2 separate regions of the Sus scrofa genome follow, and region 2 is linked to region 1. Evidence: chromatin contacts called from public HiChIP or PLAC-seq data. All regions are on one chromosome and are shown on one strand. The core of a region is the stretch at or near the end of the contact, and the rest is flanking DNA. Distances in the headings are between cores, read along the strand shown.

Region 1 (5,233 bases), core at 860-3,359:
TTTAAACCCACGTGGTAATCCGGTAACAGGTGCAGGAGAGGTAGGAGGCGAGCCGGCGCAGGTCCGTTTCACTCATCGCTCGTGCTCACTTTTATAAGGAAGAGACGTCCCGTTCTGCCAGGTTGCCCTGAATTCTCTTTTTTTCTTTTTTTAACTTTTGGTTTTGCTCCGTATCCTGAGCAAATGTCGCAATGTAAAAACCCACTCGAGTCGCTGGAGCTGAGATAATCTAACTGATAATACTGATCCTGCCATGGCGTAGAATTGCTTAAGGAATCTTTGAATGACTTGGTGATTTAAGAAAGTCCTCGATTGTGGAGATCGCAGTTCAGGCGAGCAGGCTCAGACATAGGAGCCGGTCCCAGGGTTTTCAAAAAAGGCTTATGGAAAATCTGAAATGATGGGGGCAAGTGTGGGGCGCAGAACCTCTTAGAAACGTCTGGGGAAGACGGAGGTGTTGACTTTATTCAGACCTAAAATTGGCCATAATTTGGATAACTTCAGTGGCTGATCGAATTAGTGCTCGGCTTCCTTTTAGCCCATTGGCAGTAAAGAATTTCATAGTAGAAAAGCGCTGTCTTGTGTTCACTGAGTCACTGTTAAGTAACAGATAGGAACACCAAAGGGTGTTCTTGGGTGAAGTTCCTCTGTATTGAAAGTAACTGAAATAAAGCTTTGAAAGATACAGGAAAGCCCAATGTGTAATAGTGCTGTATTTGAAAGAAACAAAAGCTTCTAAGTTTAAGCCTCAATATTGCCTTAAAAATAGTTAACCCTAAATAACCCAGTCTGCCACCTTGGAGCCTACTTACGTGCTGTTCTGAGAGACACAGGAGTTTACCGGCAGCATAGGCGGTTTGACAGTGCCCGAAAGTCACATTAGATTAAGAATACACGTTCTGCCAAGCATGGGTTTGGATTTATGGCAGGCCCGTACCCCTGGGCCTCTCATAGTGTCCCATGCCAGAGCAAACTGTGGCCCCGAACCATTGCCTGGCCTCTGCCCATAGGCTGCAGGCACTGAAGCGGGTTGCACAGTGTCAAAGGAGTCCTCCCTGGCAGAAATGGGGTACCATCAATAATTTTAAGATAACTGCTGTGAAATTTCATGAAGGCCGAGGACAGCAGCCCTGACTGTTAAACGCGCTTTATTTTTGCTTATTCCTAATTCATTACCTTGCTTTTATTTTTCTGTAAAGTTTGTCAAAAATCATTCCCAGGTGGTAATCATTAATAGCCAAGCAAATGTTAGAGCACCTGGAAGGGCAGTTGAGATTGCCAGAATGGCTGATGGGGTAGGCAGCGCTGGTTTAAGAATACTGATTTCTGGTCAGATGTGGTAACTATATTACAGTAATGTTGATTTGAAGATTGCAATTTAAAAAAATACATGCCTGGCATGACAATGAGCACAATTCTCAGGAGACCGCAAGAGCCGTCAGCAAATGACAGTGATGATGCCTATGTAGGACTTGGGAATGTGCAAGATGTTTATACAGCAACTTTCGAGAATCCCTGTAATGCTATTTTAAGCTTCTAAAAGAAGAATAACACTGAAGTGAGGTAAACTAAGCATCATAGAAGTTTCCCTACCAGTGAACTTCAGTACAGAAACGTTTCTGAAACGTGCATTCTGCATTTTTAGCAGGAATATTTGAAATACCTTTTTTGAGGGAGACTACTATATATGGAACTTGAGTGTCCAGAAGTCTAGTGCTGATCCTGTGGTGTCTCATTCCGTAGAGGTTTATGAAATCATGGGAGGACACCAATAGGAATGGTGGGATTCCCAACCTCAGCAAGTGAGCTCTCTCTGGAGGGTGCTTGAGTGTGTGTGTGTGTGTGTACACGTACCTGACTATATTCCAATTTGCTGTGTTCAGATTCTGCTCAGCAGGACATTCCCACTGCTGCACCAAGGGCACCCGAGTCTTCAGCGGGACAGGGATTCCTGGAGAATTACCTTTGTGAAGAGCTGGCATAATTTAAATTCCATCTTTTGTTTTCCGTGTAAGTGTTCATGGTTTATCTTGCTAAGAATTACTAAGTCGTGCTAGGACTTCCAAGTAAGTTTGTCTGCCCTGTGCAGTTTGTTGTGTTTCAGAAAGATATCAAGAAGCCATGAACAGCTTTAGTAACGAGGAGTTGGACTGCCATTTCCTGGATGAAGGCTTTACTGCCAAGGACATCCTGGACCAAAAAATTAATGAAGTGTCTGCCACTGTGAGTACACAGCAAGTCCTTGCTGGTGGCGCAGCTTTGAGAGTGTTTGGGGGGGGGTGGTGAGTGGGAGACTTCGGGGGGGGGGTCTCGTGGGAATGTACATGTCCTCTTGGGGCGCTTGGAATGTGATTGGCTGTGAATCACCCCGTGGCAGTAGGGATGGACTAAATTATTGAGAATGATGGGCAGGAGGCGGGAAGGCTGCATATGGGACGTGTTGGTAGACTGACTGCTGACGGTTTCCTGTAACTCTGGCCCTTACCGCAGGATGATAAGGATGCCTTCTACGTGGCGGACCTGGGAGACATTCTAAAGAAGCACCTGAGATGGCTCAAAGCGCTTCCTCGGGTCACCCCCTTTTATGCGGTCAAATGCAACGATAGCAGAACCATAGTGCAGACCCTCGCTGCCATCGGGACAGGATTTGACTGTGCCAGCAAGGTGGGTGAAAGCAGCAGAACTCAAAGGGTTGCATGTAATGGCCCTGGTGTGGGCAGCAGGGCAGATCCCGGTGTCTTGCTGGGGCAGTAGACGTGTTGATGGCGAGTAGGGATGGCGGCGCCTTGCCCTGTTTTCCGGGTCTTCCGCGTGTCGGCTACATGTATGTAGCCTAACACCTTCTCTTTCAGACTGAAATACAACTGGTGCAGAGTCTCGGGGTGCCTCCAGAGAGGATTATCTATGCAAATCCTTGTAAACAAGTGTCTCAGATTAAGTATGCCGCCAATAATGGAGTCCAGATGATGACCTTTGACAGTGAAGTGGAGCTGATGAAAGTCGCCAGGGCGCATCCCAAGGCCAAGTGAGTTCACACCTCCACCGGAGGCGGGGGCTGACTGGGGGTCGGTGCAGCGGCAGCCAACTCAATTTCCAGTCCTTAGATTTCCATACTTTGGAATGTTGCCTGGGTCAGAGACAAAGTAGAAAAAAGCTTAGGCCCTCTTGGTGGGTGAGATCAGATCAGACCCAGACCGCAGGGCACCAGAGCCACGGAGTCTGATCCCCTGGCCGCAGGTGACCTTCATCGCGGGCATCTGACGCACTTTGCTTGGTTCTAGGTTGGTTTTGCGCATCGCCACTGATGATTCCAAAGCAGTCTGTCGCCTCAGTGTCAAATTTGGTGCCACACTCAAAACCAGCAGGCTGCTTTTGGAGCGGGCGAGGGATCTTGATATTGATGTCATTGGTGTCAGGTGAGCTCTTGGTGATGGCAGGGCGAGAAGTTAACGGTAGACCATGTGGGTGTGACAGGCTTGCTCCCACTGGGAATAGTTATTTCCAGAAATAGCATATTCTCCTGTCTTTTGGCCCAGCTTCCACGTGGGAAGTGGCTGTACTGATCCCGAGACCTTCGCACAGGCCATCTCTGATGCCCGCTGTGTCTTCGACATGGGCGTGAGTCTCCGTAACCCCACTTGGGAGGAGGGGCCGGGGTGGCAGTAACTGGTCCCAGTCCGGGAATTAGCCTCTGGTCCCAGTTCTCCTGTTAGAGTCTGTTAACCCTCCCTGCCGCGCACATTGCTCATGACTTGTTGCGAAGCTGGTGACTGACGGACATGATTTTCCTGCCTCTAGGCTGAGGTCGGTTTCAGCATGTATCTGCTTGATATCGGTGGTGGATTTCCTGGATCTGAGGATGTAAAGCTTAAGTTCGAAGAGGTAATTCATAACAAAACCATAATCGCTAGCCCCTTAGTTCCTTTTTGAATGTCTCAAAATGCAAAGTGGTTTTGTTTTTTTCGTTTTTTTTGGTTTTTTTTGGTTTTTTTTTTTTTGCTTTTTAGGGCTGCACTTGCGCCACATGGAGGTTCCCAGGCTAGGGGTCTAATCGGAGCTACAGCTGCCGGTCTACGCCACAGCAACACCAGATACGAGCTGTGTCTGCAACCTACATCACAGCTCACAGCAATGCCAGATCCTTAACTCACTGAGCGCGGCCAGGGATTGAACCCACAACCTCGTGGTTCCCAGTCGATTCCTTTCTGCTGAGCCATGATGGGAACTCCAAAATTCAAAGTGTTTATTTCACTAATACCCAAAGGGATTCTACAAACGTGAAAATAACGTCGTGGTGTGGTGTTTTGAGTGGCTTCTGTGCTGTTTAAAGTCATATTTGATATTTTTTGGTTTTCTAAAATAAAATGAACCCAAAGCCGTGGGAAAGTGGACTGCATTGCGAGCTGTGGCTTTGGAGAAGCGTGCCCACTTGGGCATCATTTCCCCAGAGGGTCTTTGCTAGAATTTGTGCTGCTTTTTCTTAAAACATTTTAACTGTTTTAAGTCATAGAAGTTATGCCATTGTGTGCTGCTCATTTATGAAATAGATGTATTTTCTTATTAAAATTATGTGGGCGTTTCCGTCGTGGTGCAGTGGTTAAGGAATCCGACTAGGAACCATGAGGTTGCAGGTTCGATCCCTGGCCTTGCTCAGTGGGTGAAGGATCTGGCGTTGCCTTGAGCTGGGGTGTAGGTCGCAGATGCGGCTGGGATCCCGAGTTGCTGTGGCTGTGGTGTAGGCCGGTGGCTACAGCTCTGATTCGACCCCTAACCTAGGAACCTCCGTATGCCGCGGAAAGCAGCCTTAGAAAAGACAAAGAGACAAAAAAAATAAATGAATAAAAATAAAAACTAAAGTTATGTAGTGTAGGCCACACAGGAAGATATATCCTATTGACACATTTTGCTATAAAAAAAAAAAAAAAGCGCTGTGGAAATAATAAATTTGTACCAGTGTTTAATAAAATGACACTTAGAACATCGTAAAGAGGGTGGAAAGGGCATCTGGAGGGAACTGAGAAGGGAAACCACAGGCGCAGGCAGGCTGGTTTCCAGGGAGGTGTGGGTGCTGATGGCTGCTGCGATGTTTTTGTTGTCTTGTCAACAAAGCGCTGTGTGCCTTGCGGGTTCCCCTTGACCCCCTGCTCCCTTCTATCTCGGGCAGATCACCGGTGTCATCAACCCAGCGTTGGACAAGTATTTTCCCCCAGACTCCGGAGTGAGAATCATAGCG
Region 2 (5,233 bases), core at 980-3,479, 340 kb after region 1:
ACATCAATCTATAGTTTCACCCTATGGACATTTACACCCTGTGGCTACAAGCTATGCTCTATTAATGGAAAGCATATTTTCAAGAGATAAAAGCAGCTTTCACCCTTAAGACCCACATAGAGGGGGGTATGAACTTGCTTGCCAGCATCCTGGTGAATCTACCCAGCAGCTCTTTAGCACATTTACCAAAGATACTCTAGACCAGGCGCAAACCGCCCCCTCCCCCACCTCTTACCAGAGTTGATAAAGAATGGAAGTCCTTTGGTAGCTCAGGTGCAGGTGAGTCCATCGGCACAGTGGTGGTGATATCGCCAGAGTCAGAGACAGGTGTGAGCGGTCTTATCTTCAACAGGTCCCCTTTTTGGGATCTCTGACCCCAGGAGCTCATGCAAACCAGCACCTCAACAGCTTCAATGTCATTCTGCTCCAAGATGCTGCACGTAGACCTCTCACTGTCATGCCGCTTCCTCTCCAGGATGGACTCACATATGTCCATGATGTCAACCTAAAGGCGACACAACACTATGGCTTTTCAGTCCCGGAAGCACAAAAAGGGTCACGCACAGCCCCCACGGTAAGGAGGAAGAAGGCATGCACACCAGGAACCTGCCCCGCGCCCACTCCACACCCACCCCAAGCCCGCAGCACCGCATGCGCTCTGGGGGGTGGGGAAGCAGCCAGCAGAGCTCGGAGGACCACTTGGCTCCAAAGCCAGTGTTTCGCCGAGGGAGGGAGGAGGAATGGACTGGGCCGGTCAGCAGCTTCCCCAGAACACCCTGACTCTTAGCAACGGTTGCTAAGCTCTTGCTTTTCTTTGGGAAATGATTAATAACACTCCTTTCCAGAGGTGAGAACCCAATGGCTAATGTCAAACTTTCCCGGGGGGGAGGAGGAGGAAGGACACCGATGGCTCAGGTTGGCTGAGATGAGTCGGCAAAACCACCCGAGCGTCCCCACAGATGCATTTGCGACAACCCTGGAGCATCCACACCCGTCAGGGAATCACTCAGCTGAGTCCCGCGCGGGAGAGCAACGCGCGGTTCAGCCCTGGTCCCCACCCCCGGGAGCGCCTGGGTCGGTCCTCGCGGACTAGCGCTGGGAGAGGAAGAACGGCTAAGATTTGCCACAAGCCGGCGAGGGCTTCCCAGCGCAGCTCCTCCTCTGAAGCGGGAGCAGAGCAGGAACCGACTGGAGGCAACCCATCTCTTCCCCGAGAACCTTTCCATCTACGAAGATAACACTCTTCCACTCAGCTTGCCTAAACCCCAACCTGTCCCGCCCAGGGGCCCCCCGCGGCACACAGGTGACGCCGCCGCCCTTACAGATGTCACTCTGGCCGAGTCCCCGGAAAGAACTGTGAAGTCACAGAAGTGGAAATGGTTAATAAGACCTGCTAGGCCTGCTAGGGGAGGGACGGGGTGACGCGGGGCTCCCAGACCCTTCTCTCGGCCCCTCGGCAGTCCCCGTGGCTCGACGACTCGGTACCAGGTTCAGCCAGCGCCCTCCAGCACGGACAGGAGCGGCCCAGGGGTTGAGGCTGCCCGCCCGGCGCGTGCAGCCTTCCCGCCAGCCTTGGCCCCGCCCCGCTTTCCCGCCAGCCTTGGCCCCGCCCCCGCCCTCGACCCCGCCCCCCGCGCCGAGTTCCCACAGCCCCTGCCTCTCCGCCGGCGCCCCGCCCCCCGCGGCCCGCAAGCCGAGTTCCCGCCAGCCGCGCCCCGCCCAACGGCCACCTCCTCACAGGGCCTGATGACGTCATGGCTGCAAATAGCCCCGCACCTGGGGCTGCCTGGGTGGGGCCGCTGCGGGAGCGCTAGACAAAAAGCTGCGCGTGGGGCGGTGCGAAGCACATCCCCCTCCCCGCCCCTCCCGGCGCGACCTCGCGCGGCCGCCGCCCCTTCAGGCGGCCGAACCCGCCCGGGCTCTCAAGGGTGTGGGTGCGGCGAGACCGTGTGCCCCCACCCTCCTCCGCACCCTGTGTCCGCACACGCAGCGCAGCCCCGTCTCGCCCCTCTCTCCGATGGGCGACCACTCACCGCGTGTGCGTCGCCCGGGCCCGCAGAGCCCGGCGTGAGCATGGTGCCGGCGGCCCGGAGGCAACAAAGCAGCCGCAGGGCGGGAGCTCGGCGCACGACAGCTGCCGCACGTGCGTGGCGGGCGGCGGCGAGCCGGAGATCCAGCGGCCGGCGCGCGCCTCCGCCCGCCCGCGCCACTCTGCCTCGGCGCGGCCCTCGCGGCGTGGGAGGGGCGGGGCGACCGGAGGGGCGGGGTGCAGAGGTAAACCAAAATACACCGCGCCCCTCCGGGGCGGGGCCGGCCAGGTGCCAGCCAATCCGCGCCAGGCCCGTGCGCCACCGACCAATAGGCACCACGGGGAGCCGCGTGATCAGAGCCTGGCCGCGGCGTGATCGGGCAGGGCGGGACGCGGCACGTGTTTTGGTCGCGATGAGGGGGCGGGGCCTGAGGCCCTGGAAAGTAGGGGAAAGGTCCCGGCGGCAGCTTGGCCGCTGCGGTGCGGAGGCGGCTGGGCAGAGAGGACAGCGCCTTTGCGGCAGGGGAAGTCCCCGAGCTGGCTGGGGAGGGGGACAGCGCTTAAAGCGGCCACTGCCCGAAGCCTGCCAGAGCGCAGGTCCGGATGGGGTGAATCTGTCCAGTAGAGGCAGCGCACTTGGAGGCCTCAACCTGGAGTTTGCTTTCTTTTTAAAAAATTTGTATTAGGCAGCCGTCGTTCCTAGGAGTGCGACCTTGATCTGGAAGAGTTTTGAAAGCTGGCTAGCCACAGGTGACATTCCTGCGTCCGCTTGTTCCCTTAAGCACCCAGAGCTGCAACTTCTAGGCCTGTGTCTGCGGCTGACCCGTCCCCAGGCAGCTCAGGGGTGCAGTTTCCACTTAGTTCCTGGGGGGCTGGGGGCGAGACGGGGGACCACCTGACAGGCACCTGGTGAAACGCATCCATTCTTCCCAGACCAGTTGTAAGCGTTACCCCATCTGGCAAGTCCTCAGACCTGATTAGACAGATGCCCAGGGCACCTGTCTTCCCCCAGGACTTCTGGTGCCTGTGCTGCTGGGTATAGTTCCTCCAGGTCTGCAGCTCGAAGTTCCTGCGGAGCAGGCTGTGTTTATTATGCCCTCACCGCCTGCAGCGCCAAAGAGACAGCCGTTCATCCGCCCATGTGGCCCACATTTGCTGAGCTGGGATGTGGGTTGGCACAGCGGGAGGTGCAGAGGCTGCAGCGATGTAGCCTCGGCCCTGCAAGCTAAGGGCAGGTGAAAGCAGAGGATCCTTGCACTTCGGGATTGGCTCTGCGTCAGAAAAGCCCTGAGCCCGAGGGACAGGTCCCCGGAACACCAGGCCCTCCCCCTTACACTGATAGGGAAGCAGGTGGAAGCAGGTGGGGCCCAGGGCTGTGGCCAGCTTGTTCCTGTTCCTGAGCAGGCCTGCTGTGTTGGGCCGAGGGAGCATAAGCTCACTTCCAGCTTCTTGCTGTTTTATCTGATTCAGGTCCTTCCCAGCGCTTTTCATGGCCTGCAACTTCTCTGTTTCTTTAGTGATTTGCTGATTTTCCTCTCACCAGAAGGAATCCTCCCGAGGTTAGGGACCTTGTCTCATTCACTGTGAACACCCAGTGCCCGGCTCGCTGCAGCCGCATGATAACCACTGGTTGAACGAGGAAATGAAGGCCCACACCTTCTGTCCCCCGGACCCGCCAACTTGGACAGCTTGCAGACACCTCTAGTTCAATGTCCTTGAAACTGAATCTCCATTCTACCCAAATCTGGATGTCTCACCGCTGGAAGGGCACCACCAGATACCCCATTCATTCCTTCACCCAGAAATCTGAGAGTCACCTCTGACCCTTCCCTGCCCTGCCAGTGACCTGGTGTTCTTTCTAAATCGCTCTCAAACCCAACTTCGCTCCATCACCTACTCCTGCCCTGGCCAAGCCACCATCTTCTCTCACTTGAATTATCCCGCTGCCCCCCAGCGGGTCTCCGTGTCTCTGGCTTCGTCCCTTGCAGTCTACCCTCATCTCACTGCCAGAATGATCTTCTGGAAGTGGAGGTGATACCAAACCCACATGCAAACCCTCGGTTTGGAATCCAGATGCCTACAGGTCTGAAACTTACTCCTTAGGTGGGAATCCAGGACCGCACAACCAGGCCCCAGCCAGTGCTTCCTGCATCATTCACACCAGTTCCCCAACCCCTTTCCCTCCTGCTCCCACCACCCAGCACCAGACCCGGTGCCCCCGACATCGCGTCGTCCCTGTCTTCTGCTTTGGACATGTTGCTCCTTCTGCACGGAACCCATGCCTTCCCCACTTTTGCTCTGTACAACCGACCGAGGTGCAGGACCTCACTGAGCCCTGCCCGGTCCCCAAAGGGCAGGACAACTCAGCACAGGGCTGAGTTCGGGGCTTTGTAGTCAGACCTCCATGCAAATCCCATCTCTGCCAGTGTGGCCCGGCCACGTGGCCAGCCGTGTCTCTGTCCTCTAGGAGGTGGCAGCAGCTCTCCAGGAGTCTGGAGCCCAAGCTTCTGTCACCTCCGGCTCAGTGTCTGCTCCCTGGAGCGCAAGAATGCCTGGACGCTTGGACAGCAGGCTGGCTCCGGGCTCTTCAGGCATAAAGCCCTATCCTTCCGATGTCCGGTCTGTGTGACAGACAGACAGACAGACAGGTCTTCATGTATGCTGCCCCCCACCGCCCACCCCATACTTATCTCCACGCAGCCTTTCTTCACACACACGCGCAGTGTAGGCTGCTTCCAAGTTGCCAGGACGTCATGTCCATGCAAGGATTAACTATGAGACCCCGTCCTGGACTTGGCATTGCCGGGCCAGCTGCTCTTCCGTTTCTTTTCTTTTCCCTTTTGGTAAATCTTACTGAAGTGTAGCATAGGTACAGGGAAGTGCAAAAACGTAGGTGTCCAACTCAGTGAATTTTCCACAAGGCGGACAAACTTGTGTCTCCAGGCAGAGATCAAGACACAGAATCTTGGAGTTCCCGTCGTGGCGCAGTGGTCAACGAATCCGACTAGGAACCATGAGGTTGCGGGTTCGGTCCCTGCCCTTGCTCAGTGGGTTAACGATCCAGCGTGGCCGTGAGCTGTGGTGTAGGTTGCAGACGCGGCTCGGATCCCGCGTTGCTGTGGCTCTGGCGTAGGCCGGTGGCTATAGCTCCGATTGGACCCCTAGCTTGGGAACCTCCATGTGCCGCGGGAGCGGCCCAAGAAA

The links. HiChIP or PLAC-seq counts read pairs in DNA pulled down with a chosen protein or histone mark.
Region 2: an H3K27ac HiChIP or PLAC-seq map of alveolar macrophages shows a contact between it and region 1. The contact joins the promoter of KLF11 here to the promoter of ODC1 in region 1. A contact is called at or near these places in 1 of 5 promoter capture datasets (liver) and 1 of 2 datasets of contacts at active chromatin or transcription factors (alveolar macrophages).

The regions. Positions count from the first base shown.
Region 1 is chr3:126,087,674-126,092,906 of Sscrofa11.1, forward strand. It overlaps ODC1 (ornithine decarboxylase 1), which reads left to right and starts at 2,110. Exons shown (of 10, transcript NM_001122983.1): 1 at 2,110-2,223; 2 at 2,491-2,664; 3 at 2,853-3,025; 4 at 3,282-3,416; 5 at 3,537-3,618; 6 at 3,799-3,882; 7 at 5,165-5,233. The coding sequence starts at 2,122.
Region 2 is chr3:126,427,661-126,432,893 of Sscrofa11.1, forward strand. It overlaps KLF11 (Kruppel like factor 11), which reads right to left and starts at 2,230. Exons shown (of 4, transcript NM_001134346.2): 1 at 2,034-2,230; 2 at 236-505. The coding sequence starts at 2,075.